Regions from separate parts of the Triticum aestivum genome. Here region 2 is linked to region 1. The links are chromatin contacts, called in public Hi-C maps. All regions are on one chromosome and are shown on one strand. The core of a region is the stretch at or near the end of the contact, and the rest is flanking DNA. Distances in the headings are between cores, read along the strand shown.

Region 1 (6,748 bases), core at 1,195-3,694:
TTATTGAAAGCATCTTGATTTGATTTAGAGCGAACAAGAACATTGTTTTGGCGACTACTCAGAATGGTGGCCATCTCGCATTTTTTCAAGGACTAACTGCTGGAAAACTATGGTATGGTGATCGTACTATATCTGAAAATGTTTAGTATATCCATGTGGGTTATATTTTTATTGCATGATTTAATTGAAATACTTTGTAGGTGGGTTGGAGCTGTGTCTGAGTTCCTTTGTGCTCTGCATGACAGCTCGTACATGCATCGACAAAAGGTGTGTCACTATATCATACTTCATGGATGAAAGCACCTAATTGCAGCGCTTTGGCTCCCGGGTCCATTGGAGCCCGAGTTCAAAAAACTAAAATGAAATACATATTTTGAAATACATAAAGATGTGATCTACATACATGTAAAATAGTTAAATCTATATGTACTAGTGCAAAAAAGAAAAAAGAAAAACATATTTTATTTTGGAACACCAAAATGTGTTCTGTAAACTTTGAGAAAAAAGGGGGGCTCCAACTGAACTGAGCTCATTTTATGATATCCTCGTATCCGTATGTCGCACACCCAATTTTGATATGGTCTTTACATTGGTCTGTTAATGTCGTAACTAAATGCAGGCGGAAGATCATGTTCTGCATTCTTCACTGGAGTCGTCCATTGACAAGAGCCCGTACGTCAACATCCTTGGAGATGGAATGATAGCTCCGGTCGGAAACGATGGCCCCCCTTCTAGCCAGATCACCGATGATCTGAAGCCGAATGCCACGGTGAACAGCACACAACAAGATGAACAAGCCAAGGAAGCGGAGAACAATAGCGGCACGGATGCAGTGCCCGCTCAAAGCCCTGCAGCTGCAGGGTCCGCAAAGCAGCAAGGGGAGGAACGCTACGCTGATAAGATCCGCGATGCCATGGCTCCCGTCAAGAGATCCGTAAACAAGCTCGCCCGGTACCAAGGGAGGTCAGTCTGGCTCCTCGCGTACGTTGCCTTGGTGACATCGTGGCCGCTGCTTGGCCCCCTGGCTTTCATGCTCTTCAGGAAGAAGTCAAGGAATCCTCTGTCCGCTAAGTAATCATGGTACAGATAAGTAAACTCTGCGCATAGTATTTACTCCTTTTGCATCATGGTCTGTATGCACGCCTTGGTGCAGTGGTCGGAATAATAACGGTGTCATACGTGCACCTGTCTTCAGCTATACGTGTTTAGGCAATTTTGTGCGGATAAGATGCTTCCATATCGTCGTGTTGCCATCTCGCACCAACCTGCATGTGTTACTACCATGGAAGAGAAAAGGCTGGGTTTGTCTTGTTGATCCCCTCTCTGGGCGCTTGCTAGAGACAAGTGGCTGGTGTGGAGGGTTTCTGTCTTCTTTAATCCAAGAAAGTGAGAATGGGAAAACGGGAAATTGGTGGTTTCCGTAGGTGGTTAACATTCTCAAGTGTCAACAAAAGGGACAATGGCTGACATTGACGTATCATCTCCTTGACGTGGCTATGCTCCTGGTCAGATTTGCTTGGATCGTCTACGATTTCGGTGCAGTGACTAGTGAGATATCTTTTGGGAGCACTTGTTCGATTCCTGGCCACACACGCGTGGCCCCGGCCGGCCTCTGCTCCGCTTTCGTTCTTGGCCTAGCGTAAAATTCCCTGCCTGCCTTTTCATGCCGATAAGATGCGCTTTTCTGAAAAACGATTCTGAATTTTCCGTTGGGAGATATACTTGCATCTTCCTCTGAATAATCTACAGAAATCTTCCGTTGAGAGATATACTTGCATCTTCCTCTGAATTATCTACGGAAATCTTATCTGGCGACCGTTCGCCGGGAAGGGATGACAGCTCGAATGTTTTTATTGACAGTTTTAGTTGTTAGGGGGTTGGCAGTTTTTTCAAAGCGACGTGTCATTTTCTGGTATGAAAGCTCAAAACTGTCATCCCACTGAATAATGTCACGTAACTATGAAAAAACTGTCATCCCACACACAACTAAAAATGTCATCAAAATGTTTGCAAGAGTGTCATCCATTCCTCGCCAGAGAATAGGGTCCATAACCTATTCGTTGTCACGCAAGCCACTTTGACATGGAGTACTATATACTACTAGTACTATAAAACTATATATGGCGGAGAAATTATGGTGGCTTGTGATTTGCTGGCTTGTTGCGTGAACCATTCCGCCCGATCTTGAGGCGTGCACGGATTTCACAAGACCAATAAACAAATACTCCCAAGCTCAACCACGATCCTTCCAACTCTGCTGGATAATCGAAAACTACGTGAGTAGCTGTACGTGCTGGCCCTACTGCTGCCAAATGTAAAGCCAGAATACTTCCAGGGAGCGAGTTTGGCGAGACGGCTGCGTCGGTCGCCATGACCGGTCTGGTTCAAGCAGAGGCGGGCGTGCCCAGGCCAGCTGCCCCCACGGTGATTTGGACCGCAGGGACCAACAGGGCAGGCACAGTACGTGCGCTTCTGTTGGAGTGCGTGATATGTTTCTTCGCCTGGCTTGTGTGGTGCCCCATGTGCGGCGGATGACCTCAGGGATGATGTCAAAACGAGTTCCTTCTTCTGCCGCGTCGCCGTCGCCATTGTGGCAGCTCTTGTGTGCCGTGACATCCTTGCCAATGTAGTAGTGCCGCTGCGTGCATCCTGGCCACAGTTTTTTTTGTTGGTAGCTTACCAAGCTGGCCACGGATTTCCTGGGTGTTATTTGTAAGATTTTATGAACTTCTGTGTACCGCCGTCTTCTCTTGTGCTGCTCAATGGCATTCCTGGCACCCCCATTCCTCATGTGTGAGGCTTGCGACGGGGCGCCTCCCTCTCCCCTTTGTTGTTCGTTATGACGGCAGGCCCCGTCAACCACATCCTTGAGCATGCCACGAGCATCGGCCTCCTTTCAAGGCTCATGGGATTGTCACGGGCCTGGTAACCAATTGTCAGAAGAGCTCGGTGGTGCCGATCCGGTGCCATGGGATTGACCTCGATGATGTGCTCCGCGGCTTCTTGACAATGAAATCCGCCTTCCGCATAAGATACCTTGGGCTCCCGCTTACCACGGGTTGCCTCAGGCGTAGCGATTTTGCAGTACCTTGAGACAAGGTGGCAGCCAAGCTGATGTCGTGGTGTGGCAGGCACACTACCACGGTTGGAAGGAATGTTTTGGTAAAGGATGTGCTCACCTCACTTGTCATCTACCACCTCACCCCATTGGACATCCCCATTGTTGTTCTATCCTACACTGATAAGCTTCGGCGTGCGTGCCTTTGGGCGACTAGCGACAAGATCTCGGGTGCAAATGTAAGATCTGGTGGGATAAAGTTTGTTGGCCTTGGAATCCTTAACCTAGAAAATTTTGTTGCCGCTCTTCGCCTACGACGGCTTTGGTTTGAATGGACGGACGACTCTAAGTCTTGGATTGGCCTCGGGAACCCCTACATCGATGACGATAGAGATATCTTTGTAGCAGTCATCGGTGATGGAAGAAGGCGAGGTTCTGGAGCTCACCATGAACCTAAACCGACATATCTCGGGGTAGGGGATCCTAAGCTAGGCGTCTAGGAGCGATGGTAATAAGGACACTGATGACCCACAAGTATAGGGGATCAATCGTAGTCCTTTCGATAAGTAAGAGTGTCGAATCCAACAAGGAGCAGAAGGAAATGACAAGTGGTTTTCAGCAAGGTAATTTCTGCAAGCACTGAAATTGTCGGTAGCAGATAGTTTGGTAGCAAGATAATTTGTAACGAGCAAGTAATGGTAACGTTAAGTAAAGTGCAGCAAGGTAGCCAAACCCTTTTGTGGCAAAGGACAGACCAAAATGGTTTCTTATAATAGGCAAAGCGTTCTTGAGGGTACACGGGAATTTCATCTAGTCACTTTCATCATGTTAGTTTGATTCGTGTTTGCTACTTTGATAATTTGATATGTGTGTGGACCGATGCTTAGGTATTATTCTTACTTGAACAAACCCCCTACTTATAATTAACCCCCTCGCAAGCATCCGCAACTACGAGAAAAGTATTAAGATAAAATCTAACCATAGCATTAAACTTTTGGATCCAAATCGGCCCCTTACGAAGTAGCACATAAACTAGGGTTTAACCACTCTAGCAACCCATCATCTAATAACTACTCCATAATGCATTCCCTTAGGCCCAAATATGGTGAAGTGCCATGTAGTCGACGTTCACATGACACCACTAAGGGAATCACAACATACATAGCATCAAAATATCAAACACATATCAAGTTCACATGATTTCTTGCAACAAGATTTTTCCCGTGACCTCAAGAACAAAAGTAACTACTCACAAATGATAATCATGCTCAAGATCAGAGGGGTATTAAATAGCATAATGAATCCAAACATAAAATCTTCCACCAAACAAACCATATAGTGATCAACTACAAGATGTAATCAACACTACTAGTCACCCACAGGTACCAATCTGAGGTTCCGGTACAAAGATTGAACATAAGAGATGAACTAGGGTTTGAGAGGAGATGATGTTGTTGAAGATTTCCCTCCCTAAGATGAGAGGGTTGTTGGTGATGACGATGACGATGATTTTCCCCTCCGGGAGGGAAGTCCCCCCTGCGAAATCGCTCCACCAGAGGGCAAAAGTGCTCCTGCCCAAGTTCCGCCTCGAGACGGCGGCGCTTCATCCCGAAAGTCCTCTCCTCATTTTTTTCTAGGTCAAAATGACTTATATATCAGAAGAGGGGCGCCGGAGGTGGGCTGAGCTAAGCACAACCCACCAGGGCGCGCCTGGGGTGCCTGGCATGCCTAGGTGGGTTGTGCCCACCTGGTGGGCCCCTCCGGTAGTTATTTGCTCCAATACTTTTCATATATTCCAAAATAATTCTCCATAAATTTTCAGCTCATTTGGAGATGTGTAGAATAGGTAACTCTGATGTAGCTTTTCAGGTCCAGAATTCCAGCAGCCGGTATTCTCCCTCTTTGTGTAAACCTTGCATGTTATGAGAGAAAAGGCATTAGAATTACTCCAAAAAGCATTATTATGCATAAAAGCATTATAAATAACAGTATGAAAACATGATGCAAAATGGACGTATCAACTCCCCCAAGCTTAGACCCCGCTTGTCCTCAAGCCAAAAACCAAAATCGAAAAATATGTCCACATGCTTAGAGAGAGATGTGTCGATAAAAACAAAATACGGACATAGAAGCATCATGCATATTATTATAACAGCAACAAACTTTATCATAGAACTTTATCACATAACTTTTATCATATAACTTCTCACGAACAAGTAACAATTCATCACAACATCGAAGTATAAAGCATAGACTCTATTGAAAACCAACAAACTATGTTCTCAGTCAACTTTGCAACTACAATTCATTATCTTTTCAAGAAGGGTTATTATCGAAGCCTTTTGGCAAGTCCACATACCCAACCATCATATAATCTTCTATGATTCTAACACTCATTGCATACCCACGGGCAAAAAGTTTCAACCAGACACATAGAAAGATAGGGGCTTATAGTTTCGCCTCCCAATGTATTCACCTCAAGGGTGATGTCAACAATAATAACGCATGCTCACTCACATCCAACTAGATATATGTGCCTAGATCTTTCCTCACCACATGATGCTTGCGAAAGAGAAAATAAAAAGGAATAGGGAAGAATACTTTGACTCTTGCATAAAAGTAAATACATAAAAGTAAAAGATAGGCCCTTCGTAGAGGGAAGTAGAGGTTGTCATGCGCTTTTTGTTTGTATGCCAAATCCCTTAATGCAAAAGAACGCCATGTAATACCTTCCCTTGTTGTGAACATCAAAGAGAGAAGGCGAAGGTAAAAATGTATCCACAACTGATTTTTTTAATAAACAGCAGGTTATATGTTATAATTATGGGATTCACCACTAAGGAACTTATGGCGTTTCATGGTGTCAAAGTCTAAGTACTACGTGGGTAGGATAGGGTCATTTTTTTATTGCACGGGAAATTCAGAAAACGGATAAAGCATGGAATTTTATTTTATTTAGCTAAGAAAAACAGAAAATAAAAGGTAAATACAAAAAGTAGTGGCTACTAAATTCATCAACTTCATACCTCTCAAAAGTGATCCATTAATAATGTTGATCAAGTCTTATTAACAACCACCTTCAATTAGCATGAAACCGAAGAACTTTCATAAAACACAAAGTTACCTCAACGGGGATATGCATGTCCCCAACAATAAGTATATCATATTTCTTTTTGGCACTAGGAAGAGGTAGTTGAAAACTTCCAATAGTGATTGTCAGAGATTTTTAAAAACATTAATACCATTCACTTGGAATTGTTTCTTCGGAAAGTGCACAATATGCTCATTATCATTGATATGAAAAGTGACATTGCTTTTTTTGCAATCAATAACAGCCCCTGCACTATTCAAAAAGGGTCTACCAAGGATAATCGACATGTTGTCGTCCTCGGGCATCTCAAATATAACAATGTCGGTTAAGATAGTAACATTTGCAACAACAACTGGAACATCCTCACAAATACCGATAGGTATGGCAGTTGATTTGTCAGCCATTTGCAAAGATATTTTAGTAGGTGTGAGTTTATTCAAATCAAGTCTTTTATATAAAGAGAAAGGCATAACACTAACGTCAGCTCCTAAATCGGACAAGGCAGTTTTCACATAATTTCTTTTGATGGAGCAAGGTATAGTTGGTATTCCCGGATCTCTAAGTTTTTTAGGTACTCCATCCTTAAAAGAATAATTAGC
Region 2 (6,748 bases), core at 1,474-3,973, 210 kb after region 1:
GGCGAGAGCGACAAGCAGACGGGCTAACGGTGAGGCCGACCCAATTTGGCATCATCCGTGCTCTTGGCTCTGGCAATGGCGGAGGATTTCGAGTGCGACGAGCACGGGCGTCACGATGTTCATCCCCACCGGCGGTCGCCTCTGGCCTCTTCCCGCCGACCATAGTGGCGACGACGGGCCTCTCCTGGTACCTCGACGGGACGGGTGTGGCTTCGAGGTGGGGTAAAGATGTGGCGGCGGGATGGATCTGAGAAGAAAGAGATTTTGGGGTGGAGAGAGCGTGGGCAGGCGAAGATGAATATGACACATGGGCCCATGTAGTCAGCGACAGTGGTGATCAGGATCATACTGTTTTCTGTTCCGCAAACGAACACATAGCAGAAATCAGCCGGTATAGACCGGGATTAGATAGTACGGGGTGCCAGCTTCAGGGATTTTAAGTTCAGGGTTTGATTCAGACTTGAAGTACAAGTTTAAGGTTTATTTTAGACTTTTCCCAAAATAAAATACGTCTGCAATCATCAAACTTGTCTGAGTACGTGCAATCCAGGCCTTAAATTCAGGGTGTCTCCACTTTGTCCTAAAAATTGCTAAAGGCTCAACACTTTCTTTTTCTTTGATTTTTCATGCGTACCGGAATGTCGCAATGAACGGTTTTTTTAATGGGTCCAGTTGTGGTCGTGTTCTCTTTTTATTTACAACACTACATGTACTTGTTAACTTGAACATTTTTATAAATGGTTGTCTGCATCACATGGTGCACCCCCCCCCTTCCCCCCGCGCGGGCGCCGCCACTCACACACCTCTCAAGTGGAACCTACATCAGAGTTTACCCCAACCATTAGGAACCCCTAACCCCTAAATTCCACCTCCACTCATCCTCGCCACCACCACTTGGCCACCCGTTGCAGTTGTGTCCCGAGTCGCCGCCTCTCCTACCATCGCTCATCACTGCCATGGCCCATCCTCTCATGTTGATTCTCGTCTTGAGTCACCTCCATCGATAGTCAATTCAGCACAACACATGTCATCTTCACACATCATCACCATGATAGTCAAGTCATCATAAAGGCATCATCAATCAATCTTCAAGTACCCATCATTGCCTTCTTACGCCACGCTAAACCAAGCACCGTTACAATATCAACAGTCAAACAAAAACATCAGAAGGGGATTGTATAGAACCCCTTAAAGAACTTGGAGGACTTAAACGAAGCAGTTGCACCTCCTCAGCAAATACGGTAGCTTTGGGAAGGTACAAAGGCCTTTTTTTTGCGGGTACATACAAGAGACGATGTAGGACCCTTTAAGAAAGTTTGAGGACCTAGGGTCTTTTTGATTCATGAGCTTGTAAAAATGTAGGATTGGAATGGCATGCCCATTCATCCTCCATGATTTTGGTTCATTCGATTAAAAAGACAAAAACAATTTTTATAGGCCTAAGTGTATGCTAAATTTCCTCTCGTTTTTCTCCGCTAACCCTAGGCGGGTATGAAAAATTCTCCCCTCCAGACTTCATCGACGAGCCCATGGATTCGCCTTCCCTCTACATGCCACTCCAGTGGCCGGTGGCAGGGAGGGGAATCACGGTGCCTTCGCTCCGGTTAGTAGTTTAGATTAGGGTTTGGTCCTCGCAAGTGCGAGGCTCAGGCGGATGGCGGCTCCTTCTTCGAGTTTGTCCTTTGGACTCCGGTCCTCCTTGAGTTCGTCTGTCTGGACGTAGTCGACAGAGCTACGGCATAGAATCCTATTGTCGCCTTGGGGCGGTGAGGTTAGTGTTTCTCATCATGTGGCGAATTTGGTGCTAGGTACTTCAAATTTATACAAGGGTTCAACGACGACGACTGCAGCTCCATGGCTAGTTACTTCAGATCTATGCAAGACTTTCCAGCTGTCATCGACAAGGTCAAGCCGTCTCCGGTAAAGGAGTAGCGATAGAGGCTCGTTCTGGCGGCAGTGGTGGTCGTTCGCTGGTCTCAAAATCTCGATGTAATCTTTGTTATGTTTGAGATGCTTTGTACTTTTGATGAATTTTTTGCAATAGATCTGATCTTTTTCAAAAAAAAAATGTATGCTACATTTTCTATGAAATGTAGCGGAAAGAAATCCTTCCTACAGATCAAACTTCGGTTGATACGGAAAAAATACATTGAAAATTCCAATATTTTAAGAATAATTTGAAAATCCTATGAATCAAATAGGTCTTTTAAAAACAGAGCTTTTGGGGCATCTCATTCGTCACATTACAGTAATAGGGTGACATCTCCCGCAAGAGATCCGGGCGATGCCCACGCGATTCCGCGCGACGCAACCGGCCAAACGGCCGGGGCCGCACCAACTCCAGATCATGCCGCCTCTCCCGCATACGCACGTCTCCCGCCATCCCCCGCGCCGATTCGATAGGTAGGTGGCGCGATTCTCCGACTCTACCGCACTGGCGTCATCACACACAGTACGGATTCAGGATCATGCCCTGATCCATCCATGGCCGCCTGCCGTCGCCGTGCTCCTGCACGCCATTCACGGGGAAAGCACCGCATTTCTTTTTTCCTTTTTGCTGGGAAGGATATCGTCATGGGCAGCATCATTATCAATTTACCCACCACGTGAGGCGTACACATCCGTGTAAAGTCGCACGGTCCATTTTACTACCCCGGAGCGGAAGATTCCCAGAGAAAAAAGAGCGTATTTTGATAGCGAAAAGCGAAGTGAAAGGGCGGAATGCAGCGTGAATCGTGTCGCGTACCTCCTTGTCCGAGCTGCGCGCTGCCCCGATCCCGTACTGTACCCCGGCCGGCCGCCACGGTCGGTATATGATGCCCGCCACGCCCCCCGTCGCATTTGCACAGCCCCTTCCGGCTCAGTTTGCCGGCACGCACACGCAACAGACCAGGCCCGACTGACGAAGAACGGAATGGACGCCACCCGCGCCCTCCTCCTGCCCCGCTCCGACGGCGCCGTGCCCGGCGTCGTCGACTTCCGCGGCGGCCCCGCGCCCCGCGCCTCCACCGGCCGATGGTCCGCCGCCATGTTCGTCCTCGGTACGTGCGGCCCCGATCCAGCCCATGATGATCATCGATCGAGGGGAGGGGTGGCCTTAATTTGGGTTCTTTTTTGGGATTGAAGGTGTGGAGATCGCGGAGCGGTTCGCGTACCACGGCGTGTCGGCCAACCTCATCAGCTACCTGACGGGCCCGCTTGGGGAGTCCACGGCCGGCGCCGCCGCGGCGATCAACGCGTGGAGCGGCGTCGCCACGATGCTGCCGCTGCTGGTGGCCTGCGTCGCCGACGCCTGGCTCGGCCGGTTCCGCACCATCGTGCTCGCCTCCGTCCTCTTCGTCGTGGTCAGCCCACTTTTCCCCTCCCCTCCCGTAAAAATTCCCCTTTTTGACATAAAAAGTGCTCCATGAACGAACGAACCCCTTTCTGTCTGCCCTCCCCCAATCAATCAAGCCCGCGCACTCCCACTGACAGAGAAGCGCGTCCAGCTGACCACTGACAGCCGGGTTTGCCGTTGCAGAGCATGGGCATGCTGACCCTGTCCTCGGCGCTCCCGGTGTTCCACTCGGACGGGTGCACCAGCTTCACCTCGCTGTCGGGCGCGTGCTCGCCGTCGCCGGTGCAGGTGACCATCTTCTACGTCTCGCTCTACCTGGTGGCGCTGGCGGAGGCCGGGCACAAGCCGTGCGCGCAGGCGTTCGGCGCCGACCAGTTCGACCAGCACCACCCCGAGGAGTCCGTCTCCCGGAGCTCCTTCTTCAACTGGTGGTACTTCGGCATGTGCTCCGGCACCGCCGCCACCACCATGGTCTCCAGCTACATCCAGGACAACATCGGCTGGGGCCTCGGCTTCGGCATCCCCTGCCTCGTCATGGTCTTGGCGCTCGCCATGTTCCTGCTAGGCACCCGCCGCTACCGCTACTACACCTCCACCCAGTCCAGCCCCTTCGCCCGCCTCGCCAGGGCCTTCGTCGCGCTCCTCAAAGGCTCCAAGTCCAGCCAATGCGCCAAGTATGATCACTCATCAATCATCATCCATCGTTCTCGTTTGAAATCTGCAATTTGGCCATGAGAATTCTGAATGCATCATGCTGTCAGGCTTACCAATTAATGTGTTTGGTCTCTTGCGACGAACAGCACTCTTGCCGGCGAGGATGGAGAATTCAACGCGGAGCACCGTGAGGAGGTTAGGGGCCTGCTGCGGCTGTTCCCCATCTGGGCGACGTGCATCATCTACGCCGTCATCTTCTCCCAGTCCTCGACCTTCTTCACGAAGCAGGCCGCGACGCTGGACCGGCGGATCGGGGCCACCTTCCGCGTGCCGCCGGCGGCGCTGCAGACGTTCATCAGCCTGACCATCATCACCTTCATCCCGGTCTACGACCGGCTGTTCGTGCCGGCGGCGCGGCGGTTCACGCGCCTGTCCTCGGGCATCACCATGCTGCAGAGGATCGGCACGGGCCTCGTCCTGGCGCTGGTGGCCATGGTGGTGGCGGCGCTGGTGGAGGCGAGGCGGCTGGGCGTGGCGCGGGAGGCCGGCCTCGTGGACGACCCCAAGGCGGCGCTGCCGATGAGCCTGTGGTGGATGGTGCCGCAGTACGTGCTGTTCGGGCTGTCGGACGTGTTCGCCATGATCGGGCTGCAGGAGTTCTTCTACGACCAGGTGCCCGACGCGCTGCGCAGCCTGGGGCTGGCCTTCTTCCTCAGCATCTTCGGGGTGGGCCACTTCCTCAGCAGCTTCCTCATCTCCGCCATCGACGGCGCCACCAAGAAGGGCGGCGCCAGCTGGTTCTCCAACAACCTCAACCGCGCCCACCTCGACTACTTCTACTGGCTGCTCGCCGGGCTCTGCGCGGCGGAGCTGGCCGCGTTCGTGGTTGTCTCGCGCGTCTATGTTTACAAGAAGAAGGTGGCTCACCATGACCATGACGACGGTGGCGCTGTCATGTGATCGCTTGTAAGGTGGTTTTCTTTTTTGCGAATGTACAGATGTATAGCGCTATAGTATAATGTTGTGCCGAGTTCAGCTATACTGCAAGTTTCTTTTAGAAACACCTGTAATTTTACGGGGATGGCTCTAGACAAACGTTTTTTTTTTTGAAATTAACTGTCGCCGCTTTATTTATTAAACGAAGTCGGGAATCTCATCCGATACAATCTCAAGAATGCAGTCTGGTGGAGATGATAGCCACTCCTGCGAGCCCTCATCACCCATTCCCACCTTAGCTAACCTATCAGCGGCGGCATTTGCACAACGGCGAACCCACGAAACTCTAACAGAAACAAAATGCATCAGCATCGCCTTGACTTCTTCCATGATCGGCCCCAGGGCGGAGAGGTACATGTCCGGCCTGTTAAGCATCGAAACCACCCTTGCGGAGTCGCTCTCGAGATGAAGCCTTGACACGTCTGTTTTACTCAATAGCTCGATTGCTTTCTTACATGCCAGAAGCTCCACCTTGTCCGGGTCATCCACATGTCCCAGGAAATGGCACGAAGCTGCTCGGAATGCACCTTTGTGATCTCGCAGCACCACACCATCGCCCCCTTCTCCCGGTGTTTGGAAACCGATCCATCTGCATTGGCTTTGATCCAACCCGGCTCCGGCGGCTCCCACGCCTCTCTTTCCCTCGCCACCCACGGGATCACCTCCTTCTTGTGGATCTCCTCCCACTCCTTCACATACGCAGCCACAGATAGTGATATTTCATGTGGCTCAGCTATCTTCCTGTAACGCCCTCGATGCGGCTATATCTTCTACGTGTCGAAGCATGACTTAGAGGCATAACCGCATTGAAAGCAATGTCGCAAGTGAGGTATCTTCGCAAACAACCCATGTAATACATAAAGGGAAAGAGATACATAGTTGGCTTACAATCGCCACTTCACACAATTACAAGAATAAAGCATTACATCATCCAGATATAAACAAGGTCCGACTACAGAACCAAACTAAAAGAAGACTACCCCAAAAGCTACACAGATCACCGATCGTCCCGACTGGGCTCCACTACTGATCAACTAGAACGAAATAACACAAAGGACAAGATCTTCATCGAGCTCCTCCTTGAGCTTGGTTGCGTCACCTGCACAGTTCATCGGCACCTGCAAATTGGTTTTGGAAGTAACTGTGAGTCATGGGGACTCAGCAATCTCACACCCTCGCGATCACGACTATTTAAGCTTATAGGAAGGGTAAAAGGTATGAGGTGGAGCTGCAGCAAGCGACTAGCATATATGGTGGCTAACATACGCAAATGAGAGCGAGAAGAGAAGGCAAAAGCACGGTCGACGAACTATGATCAAGAAGTGATCCTAGAACAACCTACATCAAGCATAACTCCAACACCGTGTTCACTTCCCGGACTCCGCCGAGAAGAGACCATCACGGTTACACACGCGGTTGGTGCATTTTAATTAAGGTCAACTTCAGGTTTTCTACAACCGGACATTAACAAATTCCCATCTGCCCATAACCGCGGGCACGGCTTTCGAAAGTTCAAATCCCTGCAGGGGTGTCCCAACTTAGCCCATCACAAGCTCACACGGTCAACGAAGGATATTCCTTCTAGCGGGAAGACCCGATCAGACTCGGAATCCCGGTTACAAGACATACTCGACAATGGTAAAACAAGTCCAGCAACACCGCTCGAATGTGCCGACAAATCCCGATAGGAGCTGCACATATCTCGTTCTCAGGGCACACTCAGATAGGTCAAGCTACGAGTAAAACCAACCCTCAAGTTGC

The links. Hi-C and Micro-C count contacts between places; a contact is called where the count stands out from the background.
Region 2: a contact with region 1 is called in a Hi-C map of leaf, with 5 times the contacts expected there. The contact joins the promoter of LOC123062748 here to the enhancer-like site in region 1. A contact is called at or near these places in 2 of 5 Hi-C or Micro-C datasets (both in leaf).

Annotation. Positions count from the first base shown.
Region 1 is chr3A:632,105,212-632,111,959 of IWGSC CS RefSeq v2.1, forward strand. LOC123062745 (phospholipase ABHD3) reads left to right here. Exons shown (of 14, transcript XM_044486394.1): 12 at 29-112; 13 at 201-267; 14 at 620-1,239. The coding sequence ends at 1,075. Among protein-coding and RNA genes, the nearest start is that of LOC123062745, 8.4 kb to the left of the region's middle. Within about 2 kb of position 2,445, at least 6 of the 8 cell types and tissues checked have an H3K27ac peak or open chromatin away from gene starts, as enhancers often do. A contact at or near this core is called in leaf, where this site is marked.
Region 2 is chr3A:632,318,237-632,324,984 of IWGSC CS RefSeq v2.1, forward strand. LOC123062748 (protein NRT1/ PTR FAMILY 5.10) reads left to right here and starts at 2,724. Exons shown (of 4, transcript XM_044486397.1): 1 at 2,724-3,041; 2 at 3,127-3,344; 3 at 3,521-4,011; 4 at 4,138-5,157. The coding sequence starts at 2,915. The coding sequence ends at 4,951.